Regions from separate parts of the Oryctolagus cuniculus genome. Here region 1 is linked to region 2. Evidence: chromatin contacts called from public Hi-C data. All regions are on one chromosome and are shown on one strand. Each heading gives the region's core, a stretch centred on a gene start, on an enhancer-like site or on the middle of the called end of the contact. The rest is flanking DNA. Distances are from core to core; before and after follow the strand shown. Region 1 overlaps LPP (LIM domain containing preferred translocation partner in lipoma). Region 2 has its middle 240 kb from the start of TPRG1.

Region 1 (5,295 bases), core at 892-3,391, 170 kb after region 2:
TGGAGTCCTGTCTGCTCCACTTCCAATCCAGCTCCCTGCTAATGGCCTGGGAGAGCAGAAGATGGTCCAAGTGACTGAACCCCTGCACCCATGTGGGAGACCAAAAAGAAGTTCCTGGCTCCTGGCTTTAGATCCACCCAGCTCTAGCCATTGCAGCCATTTGGGTAATGAAGATCGAAGATCTCTCTCTCTGTCTCCCTCTCTCTGTAACTCTGCCTCTCAAATAAATAAATAAATCTTTTAAAAATTACAAAAAAGAATTCACATTGGCATTATTACTTATATTATATGTCATGCAAACATTAAACACCAACCACAGAGAAATGTGTAAAAAATATAAAGTGTTGTTTCTGACACGAGTCAGTCTCATACCAGGAGTTCAAAATGAAGTTTCCTCATCTAATCCTTCCAATGAGATATTTCCATGCTCCTGGTGAAGAAGTAATGAAGTTCAGAGAAGTTTTAAAAGTTGTTCAGATTAATAAGCAAAGTCTTTCATCCTAGAGACCAATTTGACCTTAATTCTTACCGACCTCAAAGCATTTTTTCCCATTAGAAGGAGCTCTAGGAAACACAAAGATCAAGTTGATAGACCTTACTCCCAAAGGCTTTTCTTATCGTAAATATAAGACACACATATAAAAGTGTAAGCATGTGAATTAAGAATCCGTGTCATAAAGTGAATAGAGGAGGAAGTGATTACTTCCAACTTAGAAGACAAAGGGAATCTTCAGGGATTGGATGGCACTAGAAATGGCCATGTAAGATTGAGACACAGACACGTGGGAGAGGCTTTTCAGTGCCCCACACAGAAAGCAGGAAAGCAGAGGGTCAGAAGAAGATGGAGCCTTTTAGAAAACACAACTAGCCCAGGATGTGTGAAATGAGATGAGATCAGATAATCCAGGTCAGGAATATAAGGCCTTGATGTCTCCGACTCTCCTCTACCTAGGAGTCTGGGAGATTCATGATGTTAGTCTGTTGGCAAGATTTAACCTTCAGGAACAACATTCATTGGGCAGCATGGGCAGGAAGAACTGGATTAACTGCAGAATGCCTTCCCATTGCTTTAATCATCTTGTACGGGATGCATGACTACCTTGGGCCCATGAATTAACAAACCAAGGAAGCACACTCTAACAGCTTGACCATAGCTTTCCAGCAAATCTAAAACAAAGACAGACTTCAGATTCTACTGGTTTCTCCTCTATCAAGTCACCAAAGTCTGCAGTCACCAGCTCAGAGTCCAGAGTTCTGTTTGTGTTTCCAAGAAAACTGTAGACAATCCCCTCATATACCTACTGTATTCCTTGGGAGGAACAATGAAATCAACACATTTGTTGTTGGGGTAGATTTTTGGAGATGGGAGTCCTGAGTGCCACTGTTAAAGTTAGAAGGGAAAGAAAGGCCGTTCAGTGGGGAGAAGAGTGGATGAAGAATAAAAGGTCTGGCCCAGTCAGGAAGGATATTTTTAACATCATGACGAAGGGAGAACGACAAGGGATTCGTGTAGAACCGTGGGAAGCATCCTGGCCCAGGAACAAGAAAGCTGTCATCTAGACCCATTTCTGAAAACCCCTGCCACAAAGCTGTGATCTGAAGGGACTGGCAGGCAGAAGGAAGGCCTACGAGTATGGCTCCAAATCTACCGCACCTGTCTACTAAATTGTGTGGTGGAAAATGTAGACGAGGCTCATGCTTGGCATAGGGAAATTCTTTTGCTCTTCAGGTCGTGCTCTTGACTAAGCTGTGTTTCCTGTAGGCTCATCTTCCTTTCCGTTCTAGGAAACAACAAGCAGAGTGGAGGGATGTGGAATACATGCTGTGTGACTGAAGCCACAGCACTTAGGGAAAAGGTTCCTCCACACTCTTTCGTTGTTGCTTCCGTAGTTCCCCCATTGCTAAAGACCTTGCAGGAACACTTGCAATGGATGAGGGGTGTAAGAAGTAATAAAATGGCTGGGCTTTGCTTTACTTTTGGGAAAAAGGCCAAAATCCTTTGCGAGGCCTAAGTCGTCATGGTCTCAGAATTCGTCTCGCATTGTGCTTCTCTTCGACCTGTGAGCTCTCACCACACTGGCCTTCTTTCACTTCCTCAGTCCACTGTCTGAGATGTCTGCACTCCGACTCAGTCCGCACAGCTCAGTGAAGTATCACTTCCTCAGGAATGCCTGCCCTGACCCCTCCGTCTAGGTCAGCTTCCTTTGTTGTAACTCTCTCAGAACAGGCTCCTTTCTTTTCAAACACTGTGTCCATCTCCCTTAACAGAACAGAAACGTTCTGAGAGCAGGCCACTTGTCTGTTTCTGCTTACCCCTGGCTACCTAGTACCAGGCACACAGACTGTCCTTTGAGGTTTGTTGAATAACTGAATAAATCTTTTATTCTACAAAATAAGGCACATCCCTTCAAACTGTTGGCACGGGGGTAGGGTGGGGAGGGAGAGGTTAAATTACCTAGCTGGGGCAAATTGAATCTATTTGTTAGTCACTAATTTAAGTGAGACTGAAACAAAAACATCTAAAAATTAAAGTATCAATGAATGTACCTTTTACATACTTTTCCAATAAGATTTATTTACTTTATTTGAAAGGAAGAGGTGAGAGAGTGAGAGAGGGAGAGGGAGAGGGAGAAGCAGAGAAGGACAGAGGGAGAAAGGCAGGGGAGAGAAGGGAGGAGAGGGGAAGGGAGGGGAGGGAGGGGAGGAAAAGGAGGGAAGGAGAGAAGGGGAAGGAGGGAGGGAGGGAGCTTCCATTTGCTGGCTCAGTCCCCAAATGGTAGCAGAAGCCCAGACTGGGTCAGGATGAAGCCAGGAGCCAGGAATTCTATATGGGTCTCCCACATGGATGGCAGGGACCTATGTACTTAGACCGTCATCTGCTGCTTTCCCAGATGCATTAGCAGGGAGATAGATTGGAAGCGGAACAGTCAGGACTTGAGCTAGTACTCTGATATGGGATGCCAGTTAGCACAAGCAGTGGTTTAACCTGCTGGCCACAACACTGGTGCCAAAAACCACAAAAAGTATTTGGAAAAGTCTAATAAAGTGTACTGATTCCAACTAAGGTATGGTGGTGGCAGTGATGATGATGATCATGAAAACAAGGCAGAGGCTGGCTAGATGTGGAACAAACTACCTTGTCCTCTTTTTTGACCCACTGAATGGTCACATTTCCAAGTGTTCTTTGCAACTGTAATAAAAGTAAATGAGATTTGGGGGTTTGTTTGCTATAGCAGTTAGCATTATATGCTCAAACTAACAATATACATGTGTCTGTGTATATGACTATATATGTACATATACATATATTTGTATATAGGTTTGTATTTCATACCTATTGATTAGTGTTTTCAGGAAAAGCAGCTTTATATATAATATTTATATATATATATTATACATTTTACAATATATCTATAGCTATCTTTCCTGATAATACTTTAGTAGAAGCATAAGGGTAGCTTTGATGAATCAAATGTACTTCCAACATGGCTTTCTATGTGGTTTTACTGCTCCATTGCTTCTGTGGTTGTACATTCCTGGGGTTTGCAGAATCCTGGTGCCACTTTCGCCCTGCTCCTGCCCAGTGCAAGAGGCCATCCTTGTCAAGGCAAGGTCAACGCCTCAGCTCAAAGCCCTCACTGGTGAGGCTGCACAAGGCCCCCATGAGAGTTCTTCTCAACCTCTACTGTTACCAAATTCTTTCTTAAGTTAAAACTCCAAATGACTTCTATGGCTTTTTCCAATGAATTATTACTGCAACATAAAGAAATAGGTGGGAAAGTTTGCTTTCTTCTATTTAACCCTCCTTTCCCTATCCTATGAATCCAGCTAGATATGGAGTAAGACCAAGTGGTGGGAGGGAACCACAGAGTCACAAAAACTGCAGTTGCAGAATATTCCAGAAAAACATCCGAATTCACTTTCTATATTGGTGACACTTGAGAATTAGAGCTTTATCTTCCCTACAAAGGAGCCCTAAAAGTCAGATTTTTATGGGATGTTTGATTATTACAGATGTGACGTAATATTTAACTGCCAATGTTCAGGTCTCACTTTTATTTTGATTCTGATTTTATTGTTCCGAGCTGGGAATTTGGGCATCAGAATTTAAAAAAAAAATTCTCGTGTTGAATCTAACACGCAGCCATAGTTGAGAAAGAATGAGATCCCCTTTCATGTAACTCAATTATCAATATAAATTATCCATGTGTGAATAATACACTACAGGGAATAAAATGGGAAATTGCTTACAAGGCTATCAGTCCAAAACAGCTCCTAAGTCAGGCTGAATTCATTGCCTGAAGAAAAGCCGCCCTTTCCTGTCATTATTTCTGCCCATTATTCAAGCACCCTGAGCTACAGGTGAAGGAAGGGTCTCGATGAGAAAGGCCTGGTTAACTTAGACAGGGACTCATTCCTGCAAAATAAAGTCCCACACGCAAAACTCGCTTTATGAATTCCACAGGAGGAGTCTAGAGCCTCTCCCTGACACAAGAGTGTTGACTCCACCCCGGCAGGGGCTGATGGACCCCGTTCCCAGCTCCATCCCAACAGCTGTAATACCAGTCCGTAACCCACATTCACCTTCCCAGGAGGAGGTTTCACTTCCGGGGAAGGCTGGAGGGGCCTCCTGCTTCAAGATATAGGTGCAAAGGAGAGTCGACTCAGTTATCTTTCTTATATCTTCCTTCTAGACTCGGGCATGAAAACAAACTTCCCCCTGCCTGGAACAGCTCTCTGTCAGCCCCGCGGCAGCTCACAGCCTGGGCAGCTGGACGTGCTGTGATGTGGACCACTGCCCACCAGAGGGACCCGAGGTTCACTCGCTCGCAGCCCTCGGCCCTCACTTCCTCTCTGCGGAAGCTTCAGGACTCTGTTGCTTTTTCTCTTCTTTATAAAATCTTCCCCGTGCCAACCAGTGAGGTGGCTGTGGAGTAAACTTAGCATCAATTTTACCTGGCACCATGAATCCAGCTGCTACTGAAGGCAGTGCCTCTCACAGTACCCCAGAGCTCTTATCATCAGAATGGGGCGACGGAGCAGAGGAAATGACTTGGATTTTATTTCCTTTGCTTCTGATTTCAGTACACATATTAGCAAGAGAACACATTAATCTAATGTAGTCTCCCTTGCCACTGCTATTGCTCCTTTGCTGCAGAACAGAGCGTGTCTGTTTACTCCTAGGAGTAGTCTGTGACTTTTAGACAGGGTCCCAGGCTCTGCACTGCACCACACACAACAGCACTGACAGCCCAACAGCTGCCCTTTGGAAGCAGTTCTAAAATGTCACCCATA
Region 2 (5,740 bases), core at 2,449-4,948:
AAAGATTTCAACAGTTTGCACCCCCATAGAAACACAAAGTGAAATATATTGTTTGAATACTCGTTATAGCATTAAATCTCAATGCACAGCACATTAAGACAGAGATCCTACATGAGGAGTAAGTGCACAGTGACTCCTGTTGTTGACTTTACCAATTGACACTCCTGTCTATGGCATCAGTAATCTCCCTATGCTCCAGTCATGAGTTTCCAAGGCTATGGAAGCCCTCTGAGTTCTCCGACTCTTATCTTGTTTAGACAAGGTCATAGTCAAAGTGGAGGTTCTCTCCTCCCTTCAGAGAAAGGTACCTCCTTCTTTGAAGACCTGTTCCAAAAATTGTTTTTAATTTTTATTTATTTGAAAGACAGAGACAGAGAAAGCTGTCATCCACTAGGTAACTCCCCAAATGCTCACAATGGCCTGATAGCACTATTACGATAAAGATCCTTCTGCATGCCAGTCTTGGAGTCAACCTTAGGAAATGTCAAAGATAGTCTACCAAGTTGTACATCCAAGGCAGTGTTTTAAGGCTTCCAAACCATGTGATTCAAGTTAGCTGAAGATGTCTAATAATCTAACATAGGATAGGGCAGATCTGAAACATCTGGAGGAACAGCTGGTTAGCATGAACCCCAATATCAGCTGTCTCAGCTCCCAGGAAGTAGATTACAGAAAAAGTCCAGACAGAAGACACTGGCCGTATCTTCAAGTTCAGATGTGTTATGCTGTAGCCTAAAGAAAGATTTTTGTGCTCTGGATACCTAGGAGTCCTTCAGACCTGCCTAAGATTTGCTGTCTGGTCAGGATTCCTCCCTGTGGATAAAGATTGCTGGGCTTGGCTTTCCATCTAACAAAGGATGTATCTCATTCACATCCCTTCCTCTAAACACACACACGCAAGCAATTTCTTCCTGTCTTTACTATAGAATCACAGCTTCTTAAGGCTACTCCAGACCTAAACCATCTATTTGACATGGAAACTGAAGCTTAGACAGAGGGACCAACCATTTGCCTAGGGTTGATGGACCCTAACTTGTTTCTGTCCTCCATTAAACACATGGATCTCACTGAAACATTATGCTACTGGCGCCAAGTTTCTGCCCATTGATCTCCCATGGCCCTTATGGGAGCCTGAGCATTCCAAGCTGGCACTGAAGACCTCAGTGGAACAGCCTTGTTTATCTTTGATTCCTGTTTCCATGTTCCCTGTCTTGATTGCCAAGCAGTATCTCCTAAGAGTTTTGCTTCCCCTTTGTCAGACTAGACTCATTGCCACCTCTGTCTTGAAACAGGCTCTCATGCCCACTTTCAGTTTCTGAGAGGCAGGGCTCAGTGAACCAGGGTGTCTAGAAACTAGAGCAGCATCATAAAATAGCCTTACCGCCCCTCCATGTGTGCCTCTCCAGTCAGTTGAAAACATTCTTACCGTTTATTTTTGCTTTTAATATTTCCTTGTAATTAGTGAGGACTCTTAAAGCCTCCGCCCACTCCTGTGTGGCAGAAATGGCAAATACACCCATTTTATAGGGGAGATGAAGGAAGTGAGACCCAATGCTGAGAAAGGGCACATGATTCATTCTCTAGCAAGCAGTGAGTCAGAGGAGAAGATGACCCAGGCTTCCAGACCCTGAAGCTGGTACTCCATCACCATGCCAGTCATCTTGCCTGTTGTTATTTCCAAATGTTCAATATCTTTGTTAAAAAGTCAACGAATACTTTAACAGGCTTATGTTTCAGTACTTTTTATTATAACATGCAAGGGTAATAAGGGAGCTTGTAATTCCTAGCCTCTTTGAACAGAACCTAGAATGCTAACTACATATTTTATAATAAAAGAGCTGTGAGCTTCCCAAATTATACCTACCCCATAAGACAACTACGTAAATGAAAGTAATTTGGAAGACTTGGACTGCCAAGGAAATGAGGCAAGGCCAAAAAACATCCAGTTGAGGCTGGAAGTGACCTCCATCCCACAATCCAGGTTCTAACCATCTCTGATGTTTGATACTATTTTCAACATCCAGTGTTTCAGGATTGAGAAGAAAGGGAAGGGTTGTGGTAAGCAACTTCTTGTTGAGTCAGAGCATTTTGAAATCCTGGAAAGCCTTGTCAAAAAGGAAAGTGGCAATAGGTCCTTGTGCAGTCCTTCCTCAGGGAAGTGGTAGCATGTCTCCACAAGGTGGGTTAGAAGGTTAGGGCCTAGAGCCCTGTGGAATCAGATGAGAAGCTGCTCTTCATTGTTCTTCAAAGCAGTTCACTACATTTACTGAGCCCCTACTAATGTGTCTGGTTCTTGGAGAGGAGACCTTCAGTAAGGTAACCACACAGTTTATCACCCAAAGCAGACTACTTCAAGGTAAATGAGGGAGCTACTCATAATTACTTAAACCAGGACAAAAGGCATAAACTATGATAGCAAATCAGGATGTTCTGTCATCTAGCCATCAGGGTTGAGATCAACAACAAAAAGTCTCCAGCCCTCTACTGCTCAAGCATAGATATGGCGGATACAAGGCTGCCTGGTTATTTTGAGCCATTATGGAAAAGCCTTAGAAAAAGTTAAAGGAGAAAGAGATCACATCTTGGTATGGGAGTAGGCATGTGAACTAAGTTTTGCAGGTAGCAAAGGGTGTCTGTGTGTGACAGTGAGGGGTCAAATGGAATCCACTGCATCCAAATGATTTTTAAAGATTTTTTAAAAAGACATCCCCTACCTCCACAGTGAGAAGGGAAGAGGCCATCTGATGTATCTACAGTGGAAAGCGTACTAACAACACAGAGAGATGGCTCCTGATGCCAGGCTGGTCTTGGCTCCAGTTTTCCAGATACTGCCGTGCTTTCCTAAGTGTAGCTGCACAGATCAGTTTCCCCTGTCCTGGGCCTCTGTTGAGACTCCCCCAGAGCCACATCTCAGAGGCTGCTGCAGGTCTCACTGGCTGGCTGTTTCCCCTCCAACTAGTAGGGGAGTCTCATTTGAGGAACTGAACTACCTCTTTTGGCTTCCGCACCAAGCACTTTCTCCAGCCACTGCAGAAGAGGATTTGAACATTAGGGGAAGTGACTGTTAGGCAATCCAACAGGGTTGGAAAACTTGTTGGGGGTGGATTTGAGGGGCTAGCCCCTGGCAACTATTCAAATCTTTGAAGCTCCCTGGTGAGCCCATTATTATTCGTATTTTCCAGGAGTTCACACAAGGTCAGAGGAACTCAGACCATGAGACTCTCAGAGGGGTAAGGGTCAAGCAGTCAGAGACTTTCCCCTTGGGATCTCACTGTGTCTTGTGGTAGGTCAGGAAGGTGTTATTAGGGTGAACAATTAAGAAATCAGGGAATTAAAGAGCAGAGAAGTGAGTGACTCACCCAAGGTCACCTCGTGAGTGACAGAGCTGCCACTCAACTGAAGTCTCCTGGAGTCGGGCCATGTATTTATGCACTAACCTCCCAGGCTACTCTCAGAAGGCGCAGAAGACAGAAAGAGGGTAGAGGGGAGGGGTGATGGGAGGAGGAGGTAGTGGAGGAGGAGGAGAAGGAAGAGGAGGAGGAGAGGGTGAAGGAGTGAGGCTAGGGATGGCTAAGATCCTCTCCTTTGGCAGGTGACCCATCCTCCCTACACCCCGGCTCCCCCCACCCCTCTCTCCTCAGACCCAGGGAAGCAGGCCCAAGGCCGTGTGTAGGGCAGGCCAGGCTGTCAGGTCACGTCTTTACAGAGGTGCCAGTGTGGCCCTGTGGGGCTGCTGGGCCTTCAAAGGCCACTTGTAAACCGTGATGCGGCGCAGGGGTGGCGCGGAGGGGCTGGGGCCCGGCCGGGAGGAAGGAATGGGCCTGCCTTTGGTGCCTAGAAATCAAAGCCGCCAACCTTGGGCTTTTTCTTCCCTCACACTGAGGCACTTTTATTGGCGAGATGAAGGGAGGCAGAGCGGGCCTACAGTCTTCGCTTTGCTTTTGGAGGTTAATGACCCAGTTAGCAGCTCTTGGCTGCGTTTCCGACATTTTGCAGACATCAAGCCCCGTGTCTCTGCCAAGTACATTCTGTTCCCTGGAGCTCATCCAATGCATCTCAGATTACTATGTAATGCGACAAAGAGGGAGAGGTGGCTGGGAGGGGCGGCTGGAGCGGGGCGGAGCGAGCGGGCTAGCAGAGGGCGGGGCCCGGGCCTGCGGGGCGGGGAGGGTTGCCACTCTAAATATAGCTGCCCTGCTGGAGGCACAGCACTAAAGGTGCTTACTGACTGCACCAGAGCCATCCCAAGTGAGGGTTCGGAGGGCCCGTCGTCCAGGAATCCTGCAGTGAGCAGAGCCAACCCCAAGACACAGCAGGGATAGAGGGTGGGTGTGGGGTGGACAGGAGCACTCTGGCGACTCCCGCCCTGGGAGGCGGGGGGCGGGGCCAGGGAGTTTCGGCCCCGCCCCGAGTCCTCCCCCTCTCCCCCTTCCCACCCCCACCTCCCAGCCTCCGCCTGCAGCTCCAGCACCGCTGCAGCCTGCGCTCTAATAATAGACGTGAATGGAAAGCGGCCGCTTTTGAATGATCTTGTTGCTCGCGCTGCCGTTGGAGACTGAGGAGCAGGTGCTGCCCTGCTAGATACCAAGTGATTCATTTAGAAGCACGCACACTTACTGACGCACACGAATCCTCTCACTCCCTCCCGCCAGCGCCCAGTGCTGCATTCCAGAACTGGGTTAAGAGGCCTCAGTCCAGGACTGAGGCGACAGCTTGTTTCCTACCCCAGTCATCTCCAGCCTTAGAAATCTCATGCATATCTAATGGATGGGAAGAGCCTCGATCTTTTCAACCGGCAGCGGACAAATAGTATCTCGTTTTACAGGTGGAGAAACTGAGGCTGGGATGTGGCACTGGAGTGTGGCACAGAGCACGAAGGTGAATCAGCACAGTCCAGCCCAAGAGACCTCCTCTCCTTTGCCTTATCGAAGGGTCACCTGAAACAAGTCTCACTTCAGTGCCAGTGACTCTAGGCGTGGATCTGTATGACAGATGAGCATTCCCTCTCCTTTCCTGGTTTAGCACCTACCCCTCCCTACTCCCTTACCCACACCGGAAAACCTGCTCATGCCGGCTGATTCTCAATCATGGGGATAATAGTTGCACAGCATGGAAACTGTGCCCATTTTTCTTGGCAATTATGTTAGCATCAAATCTTTTGTGTCCTATGTCAGCACAATTCTGTTATGAGGAACTATAGAGGGGGCCAAATTTAGACTTTTCTTCCTGTCAGCATCTCACACGCACCTAGTGCTCACAGTTTGCCAAGTGTTTTCAGGAACTTGATGACCGAATCCAGACGGCACAAGCAAAGTGAAAAGTCCTATGCTCATTTCTCCAGCGCCCCTGTAGCAATGGAGTCTAACAGGGAGGAAGTGACTTGCTCACAATCATCTGCTGATGAGTGGCCAGGTCAGGAGCCAAAGCCATCCCAGGCTGTGTGGAGCACGTGTGCTTTAATCTGCAAGGGGGAGCAGGAATCCTCTTAGTCAGAGGAGGGCTACAAGTGACCTGGGTGTAAGCCACCCTCGTGACTGGCCTCCTCTGCCTAGAGGTCAGAGGCCACCTCTCCCAAGACTGGCTCCCATACTTGCCCAGAGTGGGAAGCCCAATCACTTCGTCTGTCTTCATATAACTAGGCTGGTCCCACTCTCCAGCAGGACCTACGTCAGCCTCTCACCATGGTTGACCACTTGGGCCTTACCTCTTGGCCTGGGTCTCCCTGGGCTATTCCTGTCAC

Evidence for each region. A called contact is a pair of places that touch in the nucleus more often than the background predicts.
Region 1: a Hi-C map of an unstated tissue shows a contact between it and region 2, with 3 times the contacts expected there. The contact joins two enhancer-like sites. A contact is called at or near these places in 2 of 6 Hi-C or Micro-C datasets (skin fibroblasts and an unstated tissue).

Annotation. Positions count from the first base shown.
Region 1 is chr4:90,866,445-90,871,739 of mOryCun1.1, forward strand. The region is part of intron 9 of LPP (LIM domain containing preferred translocation partner in lipoma); the gene reads right to left. Among named protein-coding and RNA genes, the nearest start is that of MIR28, 110 kb to the right of the region's middle. Within about 2 kb of position 2,142, at least 1 of the 8 cell types and tissues checked has an H3K27ac peak or open chromatin away from gene starts, as enhancers often do.
Region 2 is chr4:90,692,008-90,697,747 of mOryCun1.1, forward strand. No RefSeq gene overlaps it. Among named protein-coding and RNA genes, the nearest start is that of TPRG1, 240 kb to the left of the region's middle. Within about 2 kb of position 3,699, at least 4 of the 8 cell types and tissues checked have an H3K27ac peak or open chromatin away from gene starts, as enhancers often do.